Linked DNA regions of Mus musculus: regions 1, 2, 3, 4, 5 and 7 are each linked to region 6. Evidence: chromatin contacts called from public HiChIP or PLAC-seq and promoter capture Hi-C data. All regions are on one chromosome and are shown on one strand. The core of a region is the stretch at or near the end of the contact, and the rest is flanking DNA. Distances in the headings are between cores, read along the strand shown. Region 1 overlaps Mrvi1 (MRV integration site 1). Region 2 overlaps Ctr9 (CTR9 homolog, Paf1/RNA polymerase II complex component). Region 3 holds the start of Rnf141 (ring finger protein 141). Region 4 holds the start of Ctr9 (CTR9 homolog, Paf1/RNA polymerase II complex component). Region 5 holds the start of Ampd3 (adenosine monophosphate deaminase 3). Region 6 holds the start of Swap70 (SWA-70 protein). Region 7 holds the start of Mrvi1 (MRV integration site 1).

Region 1 (3,224 bases), core at 143-2,642, 730 kb after region 6:
CCTCACACTCATGCCCCAGGAGCAGGGGCTCATGAACCTTTCCTGGAGCTGTCCTTCTCCCGACTGAGCTATGCCCCAGCCCTTCTCTGTAAGCTTTATTACTTTCATCTAATACAATAAAGCACTGAAGCAGGGAGACAATCAACAAGGCCGTGTAGCTGCTAAGTCTGAGTCCAAAGGCGCCATCTTCTCTCTTACCTAGGAGACAGCCAAAAAGCCTTGTGCAAGGCTCCCCTCCAGGAGGGAGAAGTGGGGTATAAGCTCCCGGAGGCGGGGAGGGGAAGTAACACTAAGCCTTTGGTTGCCAGGCCAAGTGTCTTCTGAGGGTAAAGTAAGGGGTCCAGCTTTGGGAGATGGCTCCATAGGTAAAGTGCTTGCCACACAAGCATGAGGACCTGAGTTCAAATCTCCAGAGTCCACAGAGCACTGGGTGTGACAGCAGGCATCCGTGATCCCATTGCTTCTAAGGAAAGATAGGGGGAGAAGACAGGAAAACTCAAGAGGCTGGTAGGCCACCTTGCCTGGTGTATGGAGCACAAACAAGAGATCCTGCCACAAACAAGGAAGAAGACTAAACCGTCATTTGAGGTTGGCCTCTGGCCTGCAAATGTGAGCTTGCCCACATGTGTACTTGCTCAGAGAAGGTCCACAGCTTGAGGCTTCGTGTCCCTGGTATGTGGTGTAACGATGTGTTCGTTCACTGTGCGAGGAAGAGGCAGCGGCGGCGCACTCAGCCTCACTCACTTCTTACTCTTCTAGTCACACAACTGTCCAGAGACTTGTCATTGAGCCACTCATGCCAGGAAGCCTCACGCCAAGATCAAAAGCCTGGGCTCTGTCCCATAAAGAGCTGCCTTAGAACCCTGCGGGCTGTCAGGGGACAGGCAGTGGGGGAAGGCAGGAGGGCTCTGGCAATGAAGGCCACACTTTATTCTGTTCCCAGCAGCCATCGGGACTTCAGTAGATACAGGAAATTTGGCCCACCTGGTAAGTCCCATACCTCATTAAGCACCAGGCTATCTTCAATAGTCAGGGGGAGACATGAACAGGTTTTACAGAGATACCCTCAGGGCTCTCAGCCTCCCTGGCAGGTGGCAATGGACGTTCTGACACTGGTAACACAATTAGTCCCATTTGACAGATGCCAGAGGACTGAAGGCATCATCCATGAATGGCAGTGGCAGGCATGCCAGTGTATTGCCTGACTCTGCAGCTCCCTGAGGGACCAAGCCTGCTGGCCTCTCTCAGAGCCTTGTGACTTGCCCAGAAAAGATCAAACCCCTCACTTGAAGCCACAGTGTCCCAGGAGCATGGCGTGCATGTGCATGTGTGCTCTGAGTAGCTCTGTTCCTCTAGAAGAGTTGAGAGGTCCTTGTGGGGAGCAAGGGGTTAAGCAAGCCTCATGAACCCCTCTGGGGTGACTCAGGCTTCTCAGAAGGGAGGGCTCTGTTCTTCCAGCTTGGGATTTTTGCTTTCATTTAGCACTCAAAGAATGTGAGTGTGATTAGGTTGCTATTAATATCCAGCCTAGCTTCTCTCTGGACAAAAGGCTGAGGCAGGAGACTGCTTGAAGTAACTGTGCACACACATCTCTCTCAGCCCCTCTACAAATTCAGAGAGGCAGGAGACTGCTTTCCATTGCCACTTTTGCAGATGGGGAGCCAAAGCTGAGGTGGGAGGGCGGATATGACCAAGGCCACACCTACGGAAGGTCAGTGAGCCCCTGCTGAGGCTGGCTGAAGGCAGAAGACAAGCCCGCGTGAGAGCAGAGCCTCTCATCCTCCTTCTACTCATGGTCTCACTCACAGCAGAGAGGATCCTCTTTCTTGTCCTCACCCTGGGTGGCCTCAGAATGTCCTCAGTCGACTAAGATGATCCTGAGGTACTGGGCAGAATCTCTATGGCCTGGCCAACTGCAGAGCTGTGTCCTGTACCCTGAGTGGGCTGGGCATATCTCCTGCATGCTGTAAAAGAATCCAAGAGCTCCACAGATACAGTTGCAAGAGCTCAGCAGATACAGTTGCAACTCTCCTAGTTCTACCTAGCTGGGTCAGTACACCTAGGCCTCTGTTTTCTCATTTGCAAAAAGAAGGTGGCCGTGTGGAGCTTTTAGGATTGGTGTAAGAGTTAGAGTCGTAAATGCCTGCGACATGCAGACTTAACATGCTTTCTGGAACTTTCCATGCCTGCTCTGAATAGCCATCTGAGTTCTCCCAGCTGCAGTTACCAAAACCTGACCAAAGAGAAGACTTTCCAAGAGAAGGCTTTCCACAGTGACTGGCCACACGCACACTTGGGTTGTCTGGACAAATGGAGACATGAATGAACACTTATACCATCTGTCTGACAATGGGCTCCCAGACTCTCCCCTGAAAATATATTTGAGTTAATGAGAAGAATGGGAGTAAGGATGGCATCTCCAGCACACATGATTCCTAAGATATTCCCTTGTCTGGGACATCATTCTGGGGTCCTGTTTTCTCTGGCCACACCATCCACTCCTGGGGTGTCTGTAGTGAGCCAGTCCTGCTCAGAATAGGCCAGACCACACCAGGAAAGTCTGGAACCAGCATGTTTGTTGGCTGTGTAGGGAGTGAGAGAATTCCTCAAGACAGGAGTGCCACTGAGTTATCTCCCTCAGGTTACTCTTCCTCTTGTGTGTGTCTGTGGGGTGTATGTGCGTGTGGGGAAGGGGTGTGTAGACATATGAGAGAGTAGGAAAAGGAGGAGTCTTGGCTCTGTCTTGTCAGCCTCGGACAGAATGGAAAAGGATCTAAAAACAAAAGATGTATCACTCGAGGTCCACCAGGGCAACTTAGTGAAACCCTGTCTTGAAATTAAAAATACAGAAGTGGATAAGTTTGGAGGCAGAGCATTTGGCTAGCTTGAGACCTGAGTGTTGATCTTCAGTCCCATAAAGAGAAAACTTAAGAGCTAAATAAGAAACTTGAAGCATTTGCTTCGGTAGCTAGACACAGCAGGGCAGACTGGTGATTGTATAAAGGCCGTATAAAAACCACAAATAACTAACAAGTAGATTTATCAATGTGTGATACAAACTGGAAACAGTCAAGAAAAGCAGAACCATTCACAGTGTGGCTTGGGCAAATTTCCTAGGTTCTCGGATGCTTATTCCCTGTCATTCTCACAGTGACCTCACATGGCAACTGCTTTCCTTGTGGGTTTTGTGATTAAATGTGATTATACAAGTATGGGGGAGGGGA
Region 2 (3,083 bases), core at 103-2,602, 830 kb after region 6:
ACATTAAGAAAACAAAGCTCAGCCGGGAAAAAAAAAAAAGAAAACAAAGCTCAGCCGGGCGTGGTGGCGCACACCTTTAATTCCAGCACTTGGGAGGCAGGCAGATTTCTGAGTTCAAGGCCAGCCTGGTCCACAAAGTGAGTTCAGGACAGCCAGGGCTACACAGAGACAGAGAAACCCTGTCTTGAAAAACCAAAAAAAAAAAAAAAAAAAAAAGATAACAAAGCTCTTGGTGTCTGTGAGTAGAGTACCGTCAGAGCAAAAGAGGCTTCTGAACAAAGAGGACAAGAGTAGTTAGTCCAGGCTTCAGGCTTCACGTACTAAACTGATCAGAGGGATTTGCAGAGCTCAGAGAGCACAACCCAGAGCTTGTGTTCTTAGAGACAAGCCATCCCAATCTGCAGAACCTTAGCACTGCCTTCTAGAATGCAAATTAGCCATTAGAGATAGTCCAGAAAATTACCTTGTCAGTTACCTATAACAGGATGTGTATATGCTTGTGGTCAAAAATGTTGTTTATATAAAAATTAACTCTGGGGGTTAGGGAGATGACACTATGTGTAGAAGTGCTTGCTGCATAGTCATGAGGACTAAGTTCAGATTCCTAGTACCCATGAAAAATATGTTCATTTTCTTAGTGCTGTCAGAAGTGGAGACAGGAGAATCACTGGGATAGCAAAACAGGCCATGAGGGTGGAGGGGTGGCAAGCTCCAGGTGAGAAATCCTGACCATGAGATAGGGCAGCCAGTGACAGCAAGACATATCAAGACATCTGACATCTTCTTCTGGCCCCTGTATCCACCCCTCCCTTCACACACGTGAGATACAGATCTCAGACACACACTAGAGTAAAGAGGTGAAATGAACTCAGATGTTCATTTGCAGGTTGACCAACATACTAGCTGAAGTGTGAGACTTGTATGCTCATTGACACAGATCCCAGAGGAAGATGTTAAGAGTGTGTCACCCAGAGGGCCCAGGTGTGACTTGTCATGGTGGCCATGATGAATTGATTCTGGATTGTGTCCTAAAGATAGGAGAAAGGGGTTTCCCAGCTAAGGTTGAGGCAGGCAGGCAGGCTTAAATCTCTTTACCTTTTACTCAGCACTGGTCCAAATTCCAAGTGGAAAAAGTATTTTGATCCTAGTTTTTCTGTGAACAGATTTTTATGTTGTAAATACGTAAACTGACTAATGTCAGAAGTCAACTCCAGATTAGTCTCTGAAATTAGCCAAATTGGAGTGTCTTTTCAGAGCTTTAAAACTGCTTTGAAATGCAGACACAGCATGAGAATACCTCCCTGCTGTGTTCTGTTGTCGTTTGTTTATTTTTGAGACAGAGTTTCTCTGTGTACTGGCTGTCCTGGAACTTGACCTGTAGAGCAGCCTGGCTGGAACTCAGAGATTGGCTTGCCTCTGCCTCCCGAGTGCTGGGATTAAGGGAACTCGGCAACACTGCCCGGCTCTGCTGTGTTTCTAACCAGCATTTCCTTTCTGTAGTATGAGAACTGCCTCAGAAAGTTCTATAAGCACCAAAACACTGAGGTTGTGCTCTACCTGGCCCGCGCCCTCTTCAAGTGCGGCAAGCTGCAGGAGTGCAAGCAGACTCTGCTGAAGGTAACAGGACTGCATCCGCCCCCGCCCCCGCCCCACCCCCCAAATGGCTGCCTGGCTTTTACTTGTTTACTGAATGCTTTTGGTGGCATTCAGTCATAAGAAGCTACCTGCATTGCTTTCTGTTTACAGGCCAGACACGTGGCACCCAGTGACACAGTTCTGATGTTTAATGTGGCCTTGGTCTTGCAAAGATTAGCTACCTCTGTCCTGAAAGATGAAAAAAGTAATCTGAAGGAAGTCCTTAATGCTGTGAAAGAGCTGGAGCTCGCACACAGGTGAGAGCTCTGAGGAAAGGGGCTTTACAGTGGTTTGTTGCCTTAAAACTGCCTCAGGAGATTAAAAAAAAAGATTTTCCTCAAAAGAAAAATAATAATAATAACCATTAGGGGAAAGCAAGCATTAGAGGTCTAGCTAGCAGTTTAGTTTAAGGTCAAAGCACACAGTTGCCATGTGGTGGCGCCATACTCCAGGCAGAGTCCAGGCAAGTCAGCCTTGAAGCCTGATTCCTAGAGCTGCCTGGCTGGCTGTGGGCTCTCGGGGATTTTCATTCACCTCTCAGCAGTCCGAGCCAGTGTTTTACACTTGTGAGCTGTTTCGTCTCCACTTGTGTTGGTTTCATGTTCTGTTCCAGTGTGTCTTTATGGGATGTTGATTTTCATCAAGCTAGGATTAAAGATCTTATCACTTACTGCTTAACAGATTTATTCAGCTCAGTTCAAATGTGTTTAACCTTATAGGACTTAGCAGTTCAGTGTGTGGTAGATGAAAGCTCCCATCTCTGATGATCAGCTGTGCTATTGTTCATCTCTGTTAATGTTTCTTGCCTCATCTGGTGAAGAGTAAGTGCTCTCGTGACTTCTGCCCCACCCACCGTGCTGACACAGTTAGTTAGAAAGTTTAATGTTTACTACCTGTTGCTATGGTTATTTCTTAGTTTACTGACAGTATTAACTATATTTTACCTTTCTTGATGAACTTCTGTTTATTAAACAGGGCCTTAATATGAGGATTGAGTGAAATATCTTTTATCTTCTATCTTCTTCTTCCATTTAGGTACTTCAGTTACTTGAGCAAAGTTGGAGATAAAATGAGATTTGATTTGGCCCTTGCTGCCTCTGAAGCCAGGTAATGCCCTATTCACAGAAGGTGGCTTGGGGGTGGGGAGCGGGGGACGGGGAGTAGGCACGTTGGGTGTGGATTAGGAGAGTGTGACCATAACAAAGTGGTCCTGGCCTTCTCGGGGCCACTTATTCCCTCACCCACAACACCTTTTCAGATTTCAGGAAATTGATGTAGTCTTCTTAGGTTGTTGGAAAGTGCTTTCTCTTTCTGTTGTCTTTTTGAGGCATGGTCTTGCTCTGAAGCTAGACTAGAACCAGGATCCTCCTCTCATGCTACAAGCACAGGCCTGAGCCACCACACAGCTAAGAAATACGTGGCTGCTTTTCTCACGTTATGTCCATGAA
Region 3 (3,195 bases), core at 650-3,149, 620 kb after region 6:
AACATAAGTCATTCAGAAATGACACAGAGGAAAACTGAGCCCATCAAAGTGCAAGACAACTGGGTGAGGGCTGGAGAGTTCAGCTGGGAAAGGACCTCCAGGAAGCACCCGGGCCTCAGTTCTACCCCTGAACTCATGTGAAAGGACAGCGCAGTGGCACACTTGTGATCTTAGTGCCAGGCCGGGTGTGTGTGTGTGCAGGGACAGGAAGATCCCTGGGACTTGCTGGCCACTAGGTGTGTAGTCTATCCAGACCTAAGGCTGACTTCTGGTGTCACATCAGATGACTAGTCAACAATGACTTCGGTATCAAAGGCACCTTTGAAATTTGTTAAATTTTGTACCATCTTCCATCTTAGTAATACATACTAAGTTCTACAATTGGGGCTCGAATGACACTACTTAACTTATTATTCACTATTTATACAAACTCTAAGTTTATACAGATATCCAATGATTAGGCTGGTCAGAGTCGGTATAGAATCTAGAATGCCTGTTCTGGGGTCAAAGGTATTAAGGAGGAGAAATAAAACTAAAGAAATCTCAATAAAATAAAATAAAACCTGAAAACCTATAAACAAACAGAGTACTGAGTAAGTGCTGGAGTTCTAATAGCACCAGTTGTTAATTTTCCTTATAGATTATCCATTCATCCTTTCATGGATTCTTGGAAAATTGGCAAGTATTATAGACAGCCTGACAAAGCACACACCAAGTAGTAAGTACACTCTGACTTAGAAAGAAAAATATTCTCTTTGCACCTTCTCTACCTTTTTAGAAAGAGAAATCAACTTCCTCTAGTTAAAAGAATTTAGATATATTCAGAGAATATCTATCCTATATGTCCCTTATATATATGGTTCCCTTACGCCAAATGACAAAGATAACATAGTCTTGAAAAACACAATCATGTTAAGACAGAAACCGAAACCAGCCAGCACAAAAGGGGTAAAACAAAATCCACGCAAGTCCTGAGGGCTCTGAATTCAGAAGGCATTACTTTTCAAGGACAACTATCAGGACCATTGGTCGGGTGACAGTTCAAGCCCAAGTAAAAGTCTAAAGGGTGAATTTCATTCTATAGCAAGCACGGTAAGGGGGTGTGGAAAAGATGGTCTTAGTTTGAGAAGCACGGATTAAAAGCAACTGGGAGTGTTACTGGAGCTACATGTACTCCAGAAGAAGGACAAGAAATGCTGGGCATCAGGAAATGGGGCTGGGTCGGAATATGAAGAATATGAAGGTAGGCTGGAGACAAATTGCAACAACAGTAACCCCACAGTTTTGTAATGAAACTGCACACAGAAGGCAACTTACCCTACAATTATGATTAGCAAGGAAACTTTTTTTTTAATGTCGGTCCTCAAAAGGTAGCAATTAGCTTGACAAGCAAGGGCCCGGGTGCACTGCCGGGGCGGGTTTAGTAGGAGGGCTGGCCGACACCACGGGCCCAGGCTCTCCCTCAGAAGCCTTGCCCTGTGGCCACCCTGCCGCCCTGGCCCCAGCACCCGCCCCTCAGCCCCTCCTTGGCGCACCTGCTCTGCTAACCAACAGCTAAACTGCTCAGTGCGCCAGCGCCAAGATTCAAAACCGCTCGAGCTGATCTCTGAAAGCTCTCCTCAGCACCACCGCGAAGGCGGACCCAGAGTCTCCACCGCCACCGAGAAGGCGGACCCAGAGTCTCCACCCGCCCAGGAATCGGTGCCCAAAGCCCGCAGCCGAGGCCCTGACAAGGGGCCCTAGCTCCTCTGAAGCCCGGTTTCACACCCTGGTGCTGCCCGGGCCTCCACTCCCTACTCCAGGACCGTGGAGTGGCTGGGAAGGGACACAGCGAAGGGGCGGCGCTGCAAGGCTCACCCAGTTCAAGGCATCGCTCTCCTCGCACCAGGGACACCGCCTCGGCTGCTGCTTAGCTAAACCCGCTAGGCGGCAGCGGCGCGGCCCGCAAACCAGTCGCACCTCAGTGACGTAAGGCCACGCCCTCGCGCGTTGCCTGGAGACGGAGCTCCACCCCCCCCTGTTGGCTTTGGAGGTTTTTGTAGCTCAAGGCTGCTGACACACACCTGTAGGCAAAATAGTCACATACATAGAAATCAATAAAATTAAATACTTTTGTAAAAAAGGACAAAAAAATGAAGAGGCAAGTCACAGGCTTTGGAAAAGCAAAATATATTTAACAAAGGACTTCTAATTAGAATACACAATTCTTACCCCTCCCCCCCCCAAAAAAAAAAAAAACAACAACAACAACAAAAAAACCCACAATTTTTTTAAATGGCCAAAGACTAGACTAGCCTTTTAGATTTATGGATAGCAAATAAGCACATGAAATGATGTCTGAGACCATTATGCAAATTAGAAGGGAAGTGAATTATCAATACAATACCACAGTGGCTAAAATGAAAAGAACTGTATTAAATATTGACAAAGATGCTGAACAAATCTGTTCAGATTGTCTGTTGGGGATGTAAAATGATACAATCATTGTGGAACGAGATTGTGGCCATTTCTTTAAAACCTAAGCACAAACATTCCAACCACATAGTCCAGTCATCCTGCTTCTAGAATAGATCCACATGAAGACTAGTACACCAACATCAGATACCTGATGTGGTGGTTTGAATGAAAATGGTCCCCATAGGCCCACAGGGAATGGCACTATTAGGAAGTGTGGCCTTGCTGCAATAGATAAGGCTTTGTTGGAGAAAATATGTCACTAGGGGTGGGCTTTGAGTTTTCAGATGCGTAGGTCAGACCCAGTGTCACTCTCTCTTCCTGCTGCCTGCTGATCCAGATGTAGAACTCTCAGCTACCTCTCCAGCATGTCTGCCTGTGTGCTGCCATGCTTCCCACCATGACTATTATGGACTAAACCACGGAATTCTAAGTCAGCCCCAATGAATTGTTTTCCTTTATACGAGTTTCTCTGATCATGGTGTCTCTTCACAGCAGTAGAAACCCTATGACAACATATCAACAGGTGAATGGAAAACAACTGAAATAAAGTCACACAATGGAATATTACTCAGCAATAATAAAGAATACATGATTGACACACTTAACAATGTGGATGAGCCTGAAATACTTAGGCTGAAAGAAGATAGACCTTCCAAAAAAATTTTCTAGAATAGCCCCCGCCCCCAGGAATCTTTAGTGGCAAAATCAGATCAGTGGTTGCTTAGCGGGTGGTGTCAG
Region 4 (3,164 bases), core at 293-2,792, 810 kb after region 6:
TGTGTCTGAAGACAGCTACAGTATACTTACATATAATAAATAAATAAATCTTTAATAAATAAATAAATTTAATTTAGTTTCTTCTCAAGAGTTTTAAGAGAGTTAAGAGGAAAACTATAAATGAACTGGCATTTTTCATAAATACCTACGAGTGAAATATAGCTGAAACTAGGTTGGAGCTTGAAGCCAGAGAAGATGAAGAATCAAGAAAAGATGGCAAAGAGATAATAGTAGCTTTGGCTCAGCAGAAGAAATTGGGAGAAAGAGCAGTGAATATCTTAAAAAACACTGGCTAGCAGGGATGGAGGGGGGCTCTGTTTTGAGACAGGATCTCTCTATTCTGTAACCCCAGATTAGCCTGGAACTCCATGTATAGAGTAGAATGGCCTAAATTCAGCGCTCTCCTCCTGCTCCTCCCTCCTAAGAGTTGAGATTAAAGACATGTGCCACCACACCCAGTTAAACTAACCCTTTTTATTCCCCATTTGGGGGGGGGGGTTCGAGACAGGGTTTCTCTGTAGACCAGACTGGCCTCAAACTCAGAAATCAGCCTGCCTCTGCCTCCCAAGTGCTGGGATTAAAGGTACATGCCACCACTGCCCGGCCTATTCGCTTATTTATTAAGATCCTTCCCTTGTTTATTCCAAGCACAAGAAACTATTTAATACTCTTCTATAATGAAATCATGAGCTAAAATGTTTTTGAATTCTATAATTTCATTATTTAGGTTTAATAGAATTCTTTTGATTTTATTTAAATCAAACCTAGCAGTTCCTTTTCATTGTGCTCCTAAAGAAATATAAGTACATTAAGAAATATATATAAGCCAGGTGCCCAAGCATATGCCAATAACTGCAGCAGTCAGAAGGCTGAGGTCGGGAGTTTCAAGTCAACCTGGGATACAGAATATCTCAAGAAATAAACAGGGTCTGCAAAAAGTTGCCTGGCTCCAACGCTGTCTATCTGAGTTCGAGCCCTACGACCTTCAGAGTAGGAGAAAACTGATTCCCACAAGATGTCCCCTGCCCTCCATTTGCCACACCATCGCTCGCATGTATCCATATACAAATATGTAACGCAACAAATAAAAATAATAATCCGTGCATTATTACCATAACTTCAGAATTCACTGATTATGTCTATTTAAACTAGTCACAACGACATCACCAGTGTGACTTGCACAAACTGGCTGGGACAACACAAAACGACTGTAAAGCTGATAAAAGATTGAATTATCCCCCAAGAAGCTTAAGTGGCCGAAGAGGCAAGGCACCGCCCATAGAATTCGTCACCAGAGGCCCCGCCCATAGAGGCGTGGTTTCGCCTCACCACCACCACTCCCCGCTCCGGCGCGGGTCTGTGAGGAGCTCAGTTTGGACACCTTAGCGGCAGATGCCGCGTTCCCGAAGGCGCTCGGTCACCTACGGCTGACACAACAACAACCTCAGGACTATCAGTCTTTCCAAAGAAGGACGCATCAGAGCCGCCAGGCGGGCGGAGCTCGCGTGGGACACGCCCTACTGGTAGTGCTTCCGGGACAGGGGGCGGGGCCTCCGGAAGTGGCCGGTCGCGGTCTGAAGCTCGTTGTTTCAGCGGCGGACAGCAGAGGAGAAGCTGGTCTCCGGCAGCTCCGCTGGGTGTGAGGTGTGGTAACCTCTGTAAGGCTGGAAGCCGGGACTGCGATCTGCCGAGCGGCGGGGTGAGAAGCGCCTGCTTTCAGAGCTCACCATGTCGCGGGGCTCCATCGAGATTCCCCTCCGGGATACTGACGAGGTGGGTGCCGAGTGTGCAGCGGGGGAGGGCTATGAACTTGGACGATCCCAGCGCCGATTTTGCTCCGCTTGGTTTTTGGAGGGGAGAGCCGCAGCCGAGCTTCTCGGCCCAGGCACCACTCAGCTGGTCACCTTTCTGGCCGCAAGGACTTCGGGAAAGTTCGCCTGCAGCCTGCTCCTTGTTGACAGTCGGCTGTCTTCCGAGGCGCAGGGGTGTGAGCGCCGAGTAAACCTCACCTCTTACAGAGGGGAGTCAGTGCCCCAGGGGCTACCTGCTGCTCCAACTTGGGATTTGTTTATTTTTTTAAATCTCCCTGGGTATCTGAGAGACGGCTCTTAATGCCATGGAAGAAAAGTCTGTCAAGGCACACTATTAACACAGCTCTCTGGGCGAGATAAGGGGCCCGAGATTTAGCCGCTCCTGTGTGCTGATGGCAACGACCCACTTTCATCCATGGCGTGTGGTTTGTCCGAATAAAGCTCCAGCGTTGCCTCAGTCAGACTAGATTTTACACACTTTTATTTTCGATCGAGGTAGAATTCATTTCTAAAATATGGTGGTCTTGGGTACATTCCAGAATATTTTTCTTCTAATTGTTGGTGCCCACATTTTAGGCATGTATGTGACCCACGATACTGCCTCCGTGATTTAAGTGACCGTTGGTATTCAACTTTGCCTGTCCTCTGGGATAGAGTTTCTCAAGCTCTCAGACCTATGGCATCAGTGTTTCGTTGGCCTATGGGTTGTACAAGGTTTCATTTTGGTTTTGAGTAAGCAAGTCGTTGAGAATTTTATAGTTTTAGCGATGTGAAGAACGACCAACAGGATTTGCCTGCTTTTCTATGCTTTGACCAAACCAGACTACAACCTGTTTGCCATGTGTTTCCTAAATAGGAACATGTATTAATTAGTTCACTCCATTGAAAGTGAGTACATACCCTTTGTGTATGGGCATTGATGAGTATTCAAAACACGCAGAAGAGAGAAATTGTGAATTTAAAAAGGAAACGAAACGTTTATTCTGTGTTTTAGGTCATTGAACTTGACTTCGATCAGTTACCGGAGGGAGACGAAGTCATCAGCATTCTGAAGCAGGAGCACACACAACTGCACATATGGATTGCCTTGGCGGTCAGTATTCCTAGAGCAGATTTTTCTGTTGACTAAAAAAACATAGGATTTTGGTTCTCAAGTACAGTAATAGCCCACAGGATTAAATCTGTTGTGCATGATTAAATCATCTGTATGAAAATTAGTAGCAGCAGAGGCAGGTCGATCTCTGAGTTTGAGGTCAACCTGGTCTACTTCCAGGACTGTGATGGCACGTACTCACGAACAATGGTTATATTCTCATTTATGGAACAGTAAGGTCAGTTTCCCAACTACAACTC
Region 5 (2,924 bases), core at 285-2,784, 550 kb after region 6:
GAAATACTCACTGAGAACATTGATTTCAGACAAAATCATTTTCCTGTGACCCTTCACATTTACAGAATTGGGAGGTGCTATTTGAGCAGAATTATAATTTAATAAGTGCAGAGACAGAGTTCTGTTTATCTTTGGGTATCTATCTTCTTAGGAAACAAATAACAACAGCCAGAGTCCTGGAGAGATGGCTCAGCAGTCAAGAGTACTTGTTCTTGCAGAAGATCCAAGTTCCATTCCCAGAATCTACTCGGTGACGTATAACACTCATAACTCCAGTTCTAGGGGAGACAATGCCCTCTTTTGACTTCCTCATGCACCAAATACACAGGTATGCACAGACATATATGGGAACAAAAGGTTCATGCACATAAATAAATCTAAAAAAAATTAAGGTTCAGCAAACTAGCTAGCTTTTTGTTTCTGTTTCTGTTTGTTTGTTTTTCTGTTAGACAGGGTTTCTTTGTATAACAGAGCCCTGGCTGTCCTGGACTTGCTTTGTAGACCAGGCCGGTCTCAAACTCAAAGATAGCTGTATGCTGCTTGAGTGCTGGGATCAAAGGCATGGACCACCAAGCCTGGCCTAGCAAACTAGTTTAATCACGGTTCTTTCACCAAGCCGATCATGGGCAACTTTAAAGCAAGAAGAAAAAGATGCAGCATACTATTCATTAAAAGGAAAATAATTTTCTGGGTTGATGGTATGTGCCTTTAATCCCAGCAGTCTGGAGGCAGAAGGAGGGTCCATATAGCAAAATCCAGGTGAGCCAGGGCTGCATAGTGAGATCCTGTCGTATTTTTAAATTATTGCTTCATTTTTATCACATCTTTAACATTTTAAGTGTGCTATGTAATGTATATTAGCAGTCATGTGAGTATCATTGATAAATATGTAGATTGCAAGCATCAGGCTATGAAGTAGAAAGAATAAAATTTGGTGCTTAAATGAGACAGCTGTGAAGTGAATGAAAACTCACAGTAGCAGTAACTCTGTGAAAGAGGCACAAGTCAAAAGGTGGCTCCCCAGTGTGGCTTAAAGTGGGGGTGCTTGGGTGAGGTCACTGGTCAAGACTAAAACCACCAGCAGGCAATTAGGAGTTGGGCCTAGGAATCTCTGGTTGAGATGCACCTGCCGCTCTAGAGTATTCTGGGCCTAAGAGTTTACTAGCTTATCAGCAGGCAGGAGGCCATTAAAACCACCTGGATGGGCCTGGATTCTCTGAGTTAGCTCCAGAAATGATCCAGGGAGCTGGCATCCCGAGACTCCTCGGAGCAGGAGCAGCATAATGGAAAACCAGGCCATGGAGGCTAAGAAACCGGTCACTCTGTGGAAGTCTGTGGAAGCCAGCGGCGGCAGACACCCAGTGCTAACTTTGGGAGCTGTGTTCCAGGAAGGAAGGCGTGGTCAGCAGGCTGCAGTGCTGGGAAGAGGTGAGCAAGGGTGCACAGAAAGCTCCCGCTGGCCTTGGCAACTCAGAGGTCATTCCGGACTTTGAGGGGCTGGCATAGAAACTAGACCGCAGAAGGCTGGGAAGCAAGGAAGTGTGTGTGTGTGTGTGTGTGTGTGTGTGTGTGTGTGTGTGTGTGTGTGTGTGTGTGTGTGTGTACACGCGCGCGCCCGTGTGTGTTGGGAGGGGCGGGAAGGTGATTCAAGGGACCGGTCCAACACCTGGAGAAAACCAACGCTTGCTGGTCGGTTTAGCTACCAAGAGTAAGTGTCGTGGAGGGAACCATGCCTCTAGAATCTCGTTTTTTGGGGAAAGTCCTGGTTGGGAGGGGAGGAGGAGGTGGGCAAACACCTCGAGGCGCAGCAGCTAGATTGGTGGTAGGGAGGCTCAGAGCGGGTATCCCTGCTGGCATCTGACCCGGGACAGTGTCGCGGCCCCACGGAGCCCGGGTGGAGCCGGACTCGCTTCCGGCCGAGGACAGGGAGGCTGCCGCGCCCGGGTGCTTAGGTTTCCTGCTGGCAGCGCGGCCCAGCGCCTCGGGTAGCTTCGGGTCCTCCAGGTAGTGCGCGATCCCGCTGCACAGGCTCTCTGCCCCGCCACCGGGCCCTGCCGCACAGCGCTCAGCCTGGTCCCCACCAGTCGCGGGCTCCTGCGGGGCGGGCACGGGCTGCAAGCGCGGCCTGGTCGGGTCCAGCTCCACGTACCGGGCCGCGCAGGCGTCAGTGCGCTGCTGCCGCTGCCCTGTGCGCCCTGCCCGGCGCGGCACCTGCGCTCCAGCCCGGCAGCCGGCCCCCATGGCCCTGCCCTCCGAATCCGGTGAGTGCGCGCGATGCTGCGCCGCTGACCTTGGGCCGGCGCTCTGTGCCCAGTCCCCTCTGTGCTCAGAGACCAGAACCTCCGCAGCTCCCACCTCCAGAGCCTGTTCCCCGTCCCTACCCAGCGGTGGCCTGGGTCCTGGCCTCTGGTGAGCCTGCAGCACCTCTGGTTCCTGGCTTAGAGAAAAATCTCAAGATTTAGGGAAATTAAAGGAACCGGGCATGCTAGCTTTTGAGCTCCTGGACAAGTTTCTAGGTGCCTGAGCCTCACTGGGTGTGTTGGGCTGGGGTGAACTTCTAGGTGGAGGCAGAGGTATGGACCAGATGATGAGTCCGTTTGAGGACCCCTTTCTTACCTCCTGTCACTGGGCAAGTCACTGGGAGTACACCCTTGTGCTGTAGTAGGTTGGTTCCGCCCTTGAACTTCCTGCAGCTGCTTTAAGAGCAGATCTGCTAATGGCTGGTCTAGGCTGGCAGAGGCCTGTGATGCAAGTTTGAGAGGCCCCTTAGTAGATGTTTTCTAACGGGAGTGTCCCCAAACTGCATGTGGCTGGTGAGAAATAAGCAAAGTTACTGGAGTAAAGCTGACAGCAGTATGCCCAGTATGGTCCTGAGCAGTTGTGGGCTGAGCAGGGACCTCTTTAAGAAGACATGCTTTGTACCC
Region 6 (3,228 bases), core at 350-2,849:
TCTATACTATACCATGCTGTGTGGCTGGTCTCTCAGGGGGAAGGGATGCCTTGGCATGGGCCCGCAGAGGTACCCCCTTCCCCCACACCCAGATAGAACATATTCTTATAGCTCTTTCTCTTTTTATGATCACAATATTCCCTCTGCCCTTAAACTCATTGATGCAGCTTATTCTTTTTTTTTCTTTTTTTTTGACTCTTTCCAAATTAGTTTATCTCTCCTGTCCCCTTTAAAATAAGACATATGTGGACATCAAGAAGTTTATTAATTTACAGGCAGGGTTTCATTTAGTCCTGGCTAGCTTCAACCTCCATATGTAGCTAAGGATGTCATTGGACTTCTGAATTCCAAGCGCTGGGATTACAGACATGCACCACCATGCCTGGTCTAGCACCGTGTAGTGCTAAGGATAAATTCAGGGCTTTGTACATGTTAGATAAGAGCTCTACCAACTGAGCTACACCATAGGCCCAAAGGAACTTTAAAGAGGAAAAATAAACTACACTTTGATCTGGGAATCCCCTGCTTTTGACTTTTGATAGTTATCCTTTCCATAGTGTCTAAGGATTGTGCTATTGTGATGAGATTCAAGTTACCCAGTCACAGTCACTACCCCAGGCAGTGGGAAAGAGCCTTCTGGACCATCTGGTATCTATGCTCTTTCTATTTGTGGAGAATTTGAAGTCAGAAGAGTTCAAGTGTAAGAGATGCCATCTGGGCACTTCTCTAGGTCTGGATGGATTCTTTTAAGTGGTCAACCATTCTCATTATTAAAATAGATGGAGTGATTTGCATGATTTCCAATAATGGGAGCACAATCCACCAGCGACAGCAACTTTACCTCCGTGAAGCTCTTCCTAGGATGTGAACTGATCCTAAGCGGCAGAGGTTAGAAAGAAAATGTTGCTGGGCTTATTAACTTCTATTTTACTCATTTATTTATTTATTTATTTATTTATTGTAGGTGTGTGGGCATGCGGTGGAAGTCAGGAGACGACTTGCGATTCTCATTCCCCTATGTGGGTTTAGGAGAGAGAACTCAAAATCGTTAGGTTTGGCATCAAGAGCCTTTATCTATGAGCCTTTATAAGCCTATCATTGACTTCTTAACTCTTCTTAAAACTTGTTGCTCTGCCCCTAGAGGCCACTACAGAGGGCCATCAATGCATATTTGCAAAGTGCATGAAGCAACTTTCTTAGATTTCTATTTTTGTTTCTGTCTCCTTCTTTATCCTTCCTGATTTGGGACTGAGCATTCCAGGCTCTGCCTGGACATTTTTCGGGGTCTTGTCTGGCCTCTTAAGACCGTGACTCCATCCCAGGACTGAACCAAGACTCCTTTAATAACTGTGAGACTCCTGCAAAAGCCTCAGTGGCTGATCACTCCAGTCTTGAGTGTTCCTCGGGCTGGTGGGCATTCCTTTGGGAGCACATGCGAGCTTTGAAAATGGCCTGAGTTGGTGTGGAAACCCACCACAAGGACTTTGCGTGTTGTTTACGTCCCCGTAGTGGGCAGAGGGTATCCCAGGGCTGGTTGGTAAGACGGAGGGGCGGGACCAGAGGGGTGTGCCCTTTGGGAGGGCGGGGCCTGCAGCGGTCAGGTGACCGCGCGGCGGGCCGAGTCTTCTGTGGGGATCCTGCAGGAGGCAGAGGCGCTGAGTTGCCGACTGGGCTGACCAGGTCTGTTAGGGCAGCGCGGCCGCGGCCATGAGGGGCTTGAAAGACGAACTGCTCAAAGCCATTTGGCACGCCTTCACCGCGCTCGACCTGGACCGCAGCGGCAAGGTCTCCAAGTCGCAACTCAAGGTGAGCCCCCTGCCGGCGCTCTTCCTGTAGGGCACGGGACCCGCGGCGGTGTCCGCAGGGAGGGCTGCTTGGGAATGTGGCGGGGCGGCGGTCCTCACTCTTCCTCAGGCCTCCGGGCGGTGCGCGGGGGTGGACGCGCTCCTGCGGCTCCCGCGACGGCCGAGGTGCGCTCCGAGAGGCGCCGCGGGACCCGCAGAGCGTCTCCCCCCGCCACGGGCTGTATGGGGGCCCGGGAGCCTCAGGCTCGCCTCCGGGACGCTGAGCAGAGCCTCCCCGCCCCGGCGTCCGCAGACCTTGGGGCCAGTGAGAGCGCGTGCGGAGCGGCCCCGGGTCTTACGGGCTCCCTGCAAAGGCCATTGCTTTTGCAGAGTCCTCCTCAGGGCTGCCTAAAGACTCCAGAGTATGAGGTACGCATAAAGGGATACTTGTAAGTCGAGTAAACCCCAAAGTGGCACCCAGCCAGGAGAAATTGGCAGCGTCTTGAAAAGCCTGAAATATAGAAACAGACAAGAGGAGCCATTCAACAGGCATTTTTAAAATATACACATTTTGGATCTGAATGACTGGGTTTTCTTAGCCTCTTCTAAGAAAAAAAATTTCCGAAGTTTGGGTTTGCTTTGTATATTTTGTGTAGTAAATGAGGAAGTTCTTTTCAGTAGTGACTTTTATTGCCAGCAGGATCTGGCGGGCTCACTTGTTTTCCTTTTGATCTTATTCATTAAATCATAGTCTGGAAGGACCGATGGAAATTAGTCACATACTTTTACTTTAAAAAAAGTAATATACGGGGTCTTGGAGAGATGGATGCTCCGTGGTTAGGGGCGACTGCTCTTCCAGAGGTCCAGAATTCTGTTCCCAGCACCCACGTGGGATAACTCACATAGCTATAGGGGTAGCCTATAATTCCAGCTCCAGGGGCTGCCTCTCGCGTCTGTGGGCAGCAGCACACACATTTTCACATGCACGCTCATAATTTAAAAATAATATTTAAAAAAGTTAATAATAGGTTTTTCTGGTGTACAGTTCAACGAGTTTTAGCACACGTAGGAAGTAACTATCACTAACTAACTAGGATTTCATCAGTTCTGTCCCACAAAGCTTTGTCATACTGCCCCATCTCCAACAGGTGGTAACCACGGATCTGTTCTAGTCTTCCTTTTTCAAGTGTGATATGAATTGGATCTTCTGAAACCAGCTTCCTTTACTCAGATGAATGCCTTAGAAGTTAACCTATAGTATGTGTATTGTTATTGCTAGGCTAGTACATCTTATAGGTGTGCCATAGTTATCCATTCACTCTTGAAGATTTGTTATTTCTAGTTTATTCGTGATTCTGAATAGAGCTGTAGGACTTTGTTTTTACTTTTACCTATTATAATTTTTAGATAGTGTGTAGCCAGGTTTTCTTTTAACCATTCTGAG
Region 7 (3,054 bases), core at 304-2,803, 760 kb after region 6:
TCAGAGGCCACTATTGGAGGTGCTCACAGTTGTCAGGTGGGGACTGGTGTAGGCATGCTTTCAAATCCTAGCTCTGACCCTTCTTGTGTGACGTAGGCAAGGTGCTGAGATGATGAGGAACTGCACATGCCCCGCTAGTGTGTATCACCTCTTGTTGTGAGAGAGACTCTTCCTCCCAAGGCCTGCCTCACTCCTGCTCTAGCCTGGCAGCGCTAGCAGCTTTCTCCCTCTCCGGGCAAAATACAGCTCAGCCAAGTTCAGGGCTGCCTTGCTTTCTATGCCACCCGAGAGCTGTCTGAAGAGTGTTAAAGAGCAGCAGCTGTCACTTGTGGAGGCAGGAGCGCCAGCCAGGGGTCCTGGGGCCATGCTGCTGTTTATGCAGACTATGAGGCCTCTCCAGCTTTTACAACTGTTTACTGTGCAGGAAGCAGCCCAGCAGCTGGGCTTTTCCTGAGCCTCGCTCTGCTACCCTCTCTTTGAGAAAGTCGGCCCGAGTGCCACTCACTCTAGGACCTCTGGAGAGGTGCAAGCTAGGATGTAGGCACACACACACACACTCACACACACACACACACACACACACACACACACACACACACACACATATATATACAGAGAGAGAGAGAGATCTGTGAAAGGGGACATGATGTGGTGGGACAGGGGACAGATACAAAAAGAGAGATGTGACCAGAGCACAGGTCAGGAAGATAAAGCATAGAAATGGACAGAGTCAATGGTGAAGATGGCTGGACAAACGGGTTCACACGCAAGACTTGAGAGGGAACAAAGGAGAGACACGGGAAGCCCCAGGGAAGAAAGGCCAGCCTGTCTGCTTTGCACAGCACCGGGCATTTCTCTACTGTCACAAAGGATCCTGCAGGAGAGCCAGGAGTAAGGGGCTTAGTGAGCAGTCACATCTTTACCCCAAACTGTGCGTGCTTTCCAACAGCAAGTAGAAGGGGCAGGATTTAGTGAGGATCGTGAGTTTCACTTCTTATTTAAAACTTAAGACAGCAACAATAAAAAGACTCGGCTAAAATATCACCCAACCAGGCCACCTCCCATGCAACTTAAAGTTAAGTGCCCCCATCCCAGCGCCCTGTACCTTTAAGGAGGAGAAGACGCCTCTCTGCTTCCCTTGGGCTGAAGAGGCAGGTTATTCTAGGCAATAGCGATGACTTACCTAAAACTGAGTTATTCCCCTTTCCTCCCGGCCAGCCTCTCTTCACTCTGGGGAGCTTTTACCATTTAAGGTCAATGTTACATCTGGCTCCAGAGCTCCAAGCTGAAAAGCTCTGGCTGCAGAGCCCCAGCTGCCTGCCTCCTCCTCAGAGAGGGGCTGGATGAGGGGCTGGGACTGGGAACCAGTGTTCCACCAGGGCCCCCTGCAGCCTGGCTCTGGGTTGAAAGCAGGAGAAGCCTTCCAGCCAGCCTAGGGTTCAAGGAAGGTTGGGCCTGAATAGTAGCCCCTATCCCCAGGCTTTTGCAAGGGGCACCCCCATAGCCGATGGCAGTGCCTTGGGGCGGGGAGCAGTTGAAGATGCTGGACTCTGTCTGTGCCAGAGGGGTATGAAGGGGACATCTGCAGACCAGCCTCCCACCCCTGAGTGTCCAGCAAGCATGTGAGCCTAGATAAGATCCTGGCTCACCGCCAGCAGAAGCTGGGAATGTTTCCTGTCCCAGGGATTTGGAGGCGGAGGCTGCTCCCATCTTAAACCCTCGGGATTGCTAGAGAGAACAGGGGCATGGTGAGGGGGATTAACTAAGTCCAGGCCTGGCAGCAGCCCCAGGGGTCAGCCCCAGCTCCTCCACTTAACCATCCTGTAGCCTTAACATAGCAAATCTCAGTCTATTCATCTCTGAAGTGGGACAACAATGAAAAATCAGGACACTGTGGGTTAGGGTCTCATAGGTACTAGAAAGGCACGGAAGAGTTTCCAACCCTGAGTTACCTCAACTCCGGTGGGGAAAGCTGCCTTTCTTCTGCCACGCTTGGTCTTCATCCTCAATATAGTCCAAGCCTGGGATCACAGACTGTCAACCCTAACACAGCCACATGGGGGCCCCACAGCCCCTTCTGCAGTTAGAGACAGCAACAGAGAAGCCCTTGGGAGGGGTGGCCAGATAACCAGATACTCAAATTTAAATCTCAAACGAAATGCTATTATTTCCATATAAGGATGCCCCCAAATACATAATTGTACCACAAGATTGTATGTTGCTCATTTGAAGTTAAATGAAACTGGGCATTTTTACTGGCTAAACCTGAGAACTCCACAGCAGATTCACTTGTTGGTCCTGTGTGAGAGCTCTAAAGGGTATTACAAGAACTCCTGGGAGCCAGAGGCTAAAACTGAACCTAAGGCTTTGCGTGCTTGTGAGTGTATGCACACTTTTGTATGTGTGTAAGCCTCTTAGTAAACACCCACTCTATTCCTAACAGTGCACTTGATACTTTGCCTGGAAGCAAGTGTCTATCTCACAAGTGTCTTCTCAAACAGAATCATTACATCTTTCTTTTGAAAAGGAAATCGAGGCTCAAAGAAATAGATCTGCTCTTCAGATGCTCTGCAGCCTGAGTGCCAGGGCCTAGACATGAGCTGAGGTGGTTCCATCTACAACTCCTTCCTCTTTACCACCTACCACCCTCTCCACCATGGCTCTAACCGAAGGGGTCCTGTACGGCCTCGGTGAGTCTCTGAGCCAGCACTTGGCTGTGTTTCTCCTGGTGGTGGCCTGAAGCTTTCACCAGACTCGCAAGGCAGTCACCAAGTGACTTTTTAAAATTCACTTCAATTACAAGCATTTTATAAAACATCACTTGGTGACTGTGCAAAGTGGAGCAGACTCTATAAGAGGACACATCAGGGCTGACAAGGTTATAAGGCTTGTGCCCTTTGACCCAGTTCTACTTCTAGGAATTTATTTTATAAACAACTCCCACACTAGGGAAATGACAGATGAGCATGATTACCCGCTGCAGCATTGTTTATAAAAGCAAGGGATTAGGAATGGTATAAATGTCCGCTACTTGGGGGCCATAAAAGAAGATGG

Evidence for each region. Promoter capture Hi-C pulls out the DNA fragments that hold promoters and counts their contacts. HiChIP or PLAC-seq counts read pairs in DNA pulled down with a chosen protein or histone mark.
Region 1: an H3K4me3 HiChIP or PLAC-seq map of pro-B cells shows a contact between it and region 6, with 2.5 times the contacts expected there. The contact joins the enhancer-like site here to the promoter of Swap70 in region 6. A contact is called at or near these places in 1 of 484 Hi-C or Micro-C datasets (pro-B cells) and 4 of 115 datasets of contacts at active chromatin or transcription factors (the 230-238 cell line, large pre-B cells, pro-B cells and 1 more).
Region 2: a contact with region 6 is called in a promoter capture Hi-C map of embryonic stem cells, with 4 times the contacts expected there. The contact joins the enhancer-like site here to the promoter of Swap70 in region 6. A contact is called at or near these places in 1 of 39 promoter capture datasets (embryonic stem cells) and 2 of 115 datasets of contacts at active chromatin or transcription factors (bone marrow-derived macrophages and large pre-B cells).
Region 3: a contact with region 6 is called in a promoter capture Hi-C map of pre-B cells, with 5 times the contacts expected there. The contact joins the promoter of Rnf141 here to the promoter of Swap70 in region 6. A contact is called at or near these places in 8 of 39 promoter capture datasets (the C10 cell line, the HPC-7 cell line, cranial neural crest and 4 more), 1 of 115 datasets of contacts at active chromatin or transcription factors (pro-B cells) and 1 of 9 other capture datasets (liver).
Region 4: an H3K4me3 HiChIP or PLAC-seq map of embryonic stem cells shows a contact between it and region 6, with 6 read pairs. The contact joins the promoter of Ctr9 here to the promoter of Swap70 in region 6. A contact is called at or near these places in 2 of 39 promoter capture datasets (hippocampal neurons and neutrophils), 1 of 15 datasets of contacts at CTCF or cohesin (large pre-B cells), 6 of 115 datasets of contacts at active chromatin or transcription factors (the 230-238 cell line, astrocytes, bone marrow-derived macrophages and 3 more) and 1 of 9 other capture datasets (adipose tissue).
Region 5: an H3K27ac HiChIP or PLAC-seq map of embryonic stem cells shows a contact between it and region 6, with 2.7 times the contacts expected there. The contact joins the promoter of Ampd3 here to the promoter of Swap70 in region 6. A contact is called at or near these places in 5 of 39 promoter capture datasets (embryonic stem cells, hippocampal neurons, liver and 1 more), 5 of 115 datasets of contacts at active chromatin or transcription factors (the NIH/3T3 cell line, embryonic forebrain and embryonic stem cells) and 1 of 9 other capture datasets (adipose tissue).
Region 7: a contact with region 6 is called in a promoter capture Hi-C map of pre-B cells, with 4 times the contacts expected there. The contact joins the promoter of Mrvi1 here to the promoter of Swap70 in region 6. A contact is called at or near these places in 3 of 39 promoter capture datasets (hippocampal neurons, liver and pre-B cells) and 1 of 115 datasets of contacts at active chromatin or transcription factors (large pre-B cells).

The regions. Positions count from the first base shown.
Region 1 is chr7:110,949,294-110,952,517 of GRCm38.p6, forward strand. The region is part of intron 1 of Mrvi1 (MRV integration site 1); the gene reads right to left. Among named protein-coding and RNA genes, the nearest start is that of Mrvi1, 32 kb to the right of the region's middle. Within about 2 kb of position 1,393, at least 36 of the 459 cell types and tissues checked have an H3K27ac peak or open chromatin away from gene starts, as enhancers often do. A contact at or near this core is called in the 230-238 cell line and pro-B cells, where this site is marked.
Region 2 is chr7:111,047,764-111,050,846 of GRCm38.p6, forward strand. Ctr9 (CTR9 homolog, Paf1/RNA polymerase II complex component) reads left to right here. Exons shown (of 25, transcript NM_009431.2): 17 at 1,501-1,617; 18 at 1,747-1,892; 19 at 2,671-2,742. Among named protein-coding and RNA genes, the nearest start is that of Ctr9, 20 kb to the left of the region's middle. Within about 2 kb of position 1,353, at least 12 of the 459 cell types and tissues checked have an H3K27ac peak or open chromatin away from gene starts, as enhancers often do. A contact at or near this core is called in embryonic stem cells, where this site is marked.
Region 3 is chr7:110,842,482-110,845,676 of GRCm38.p6, forward strand. Rnf141 (ring finger protein 141) reads right to left here and starts at 1,900. Exons shown (of 6, transcript NM_025999.3): 1 at 1,858-1,900.
Region 4 is chr7:111,027,409-111,030,572 of GRCm38.p6, forward strand. Ctr9 (CTR9 homolog, Paf1/RNA polymerase II complex component) reads left to right here and starts at 1,543. Exons shown (of 25, transcript NM_009431.2): 1 at 1,543-1,773; 2 at 2,806-2,904. The coding sequence starts at 1,729.
Region 5 is chr7:110,766,672-110,769,595 of GRCm38.p6, forward strand. Ampd3 (adenosine monophosphate deaminase 3) reads left to right here and starts at 1,535. Exons shown (of 15, transcript NM_001276301.1): 1 at 1,535-1,708. It also overlaps B430319F04Rik.
Region 6 is chr7:110,220,104-110,223,331 of GRCm38.p6, forward strand. It overlaps Swap70 (SWA-70 protein), which reads left to right and starts at 1,600. Exons shown (of 12, transcript NM_009302.3): 1 at 1,600-1,806. The coding sequence starts at 1,708.
Region 7 is chr7:110,980,908-110,983,961 of GRCm38.p6, forward strand. Mrvi1 (MRV integration site 1) reads right to left here and starts at 1,554. Exons shown (of 21, transcript NM_194464.3): 1 at 1,106-1,554.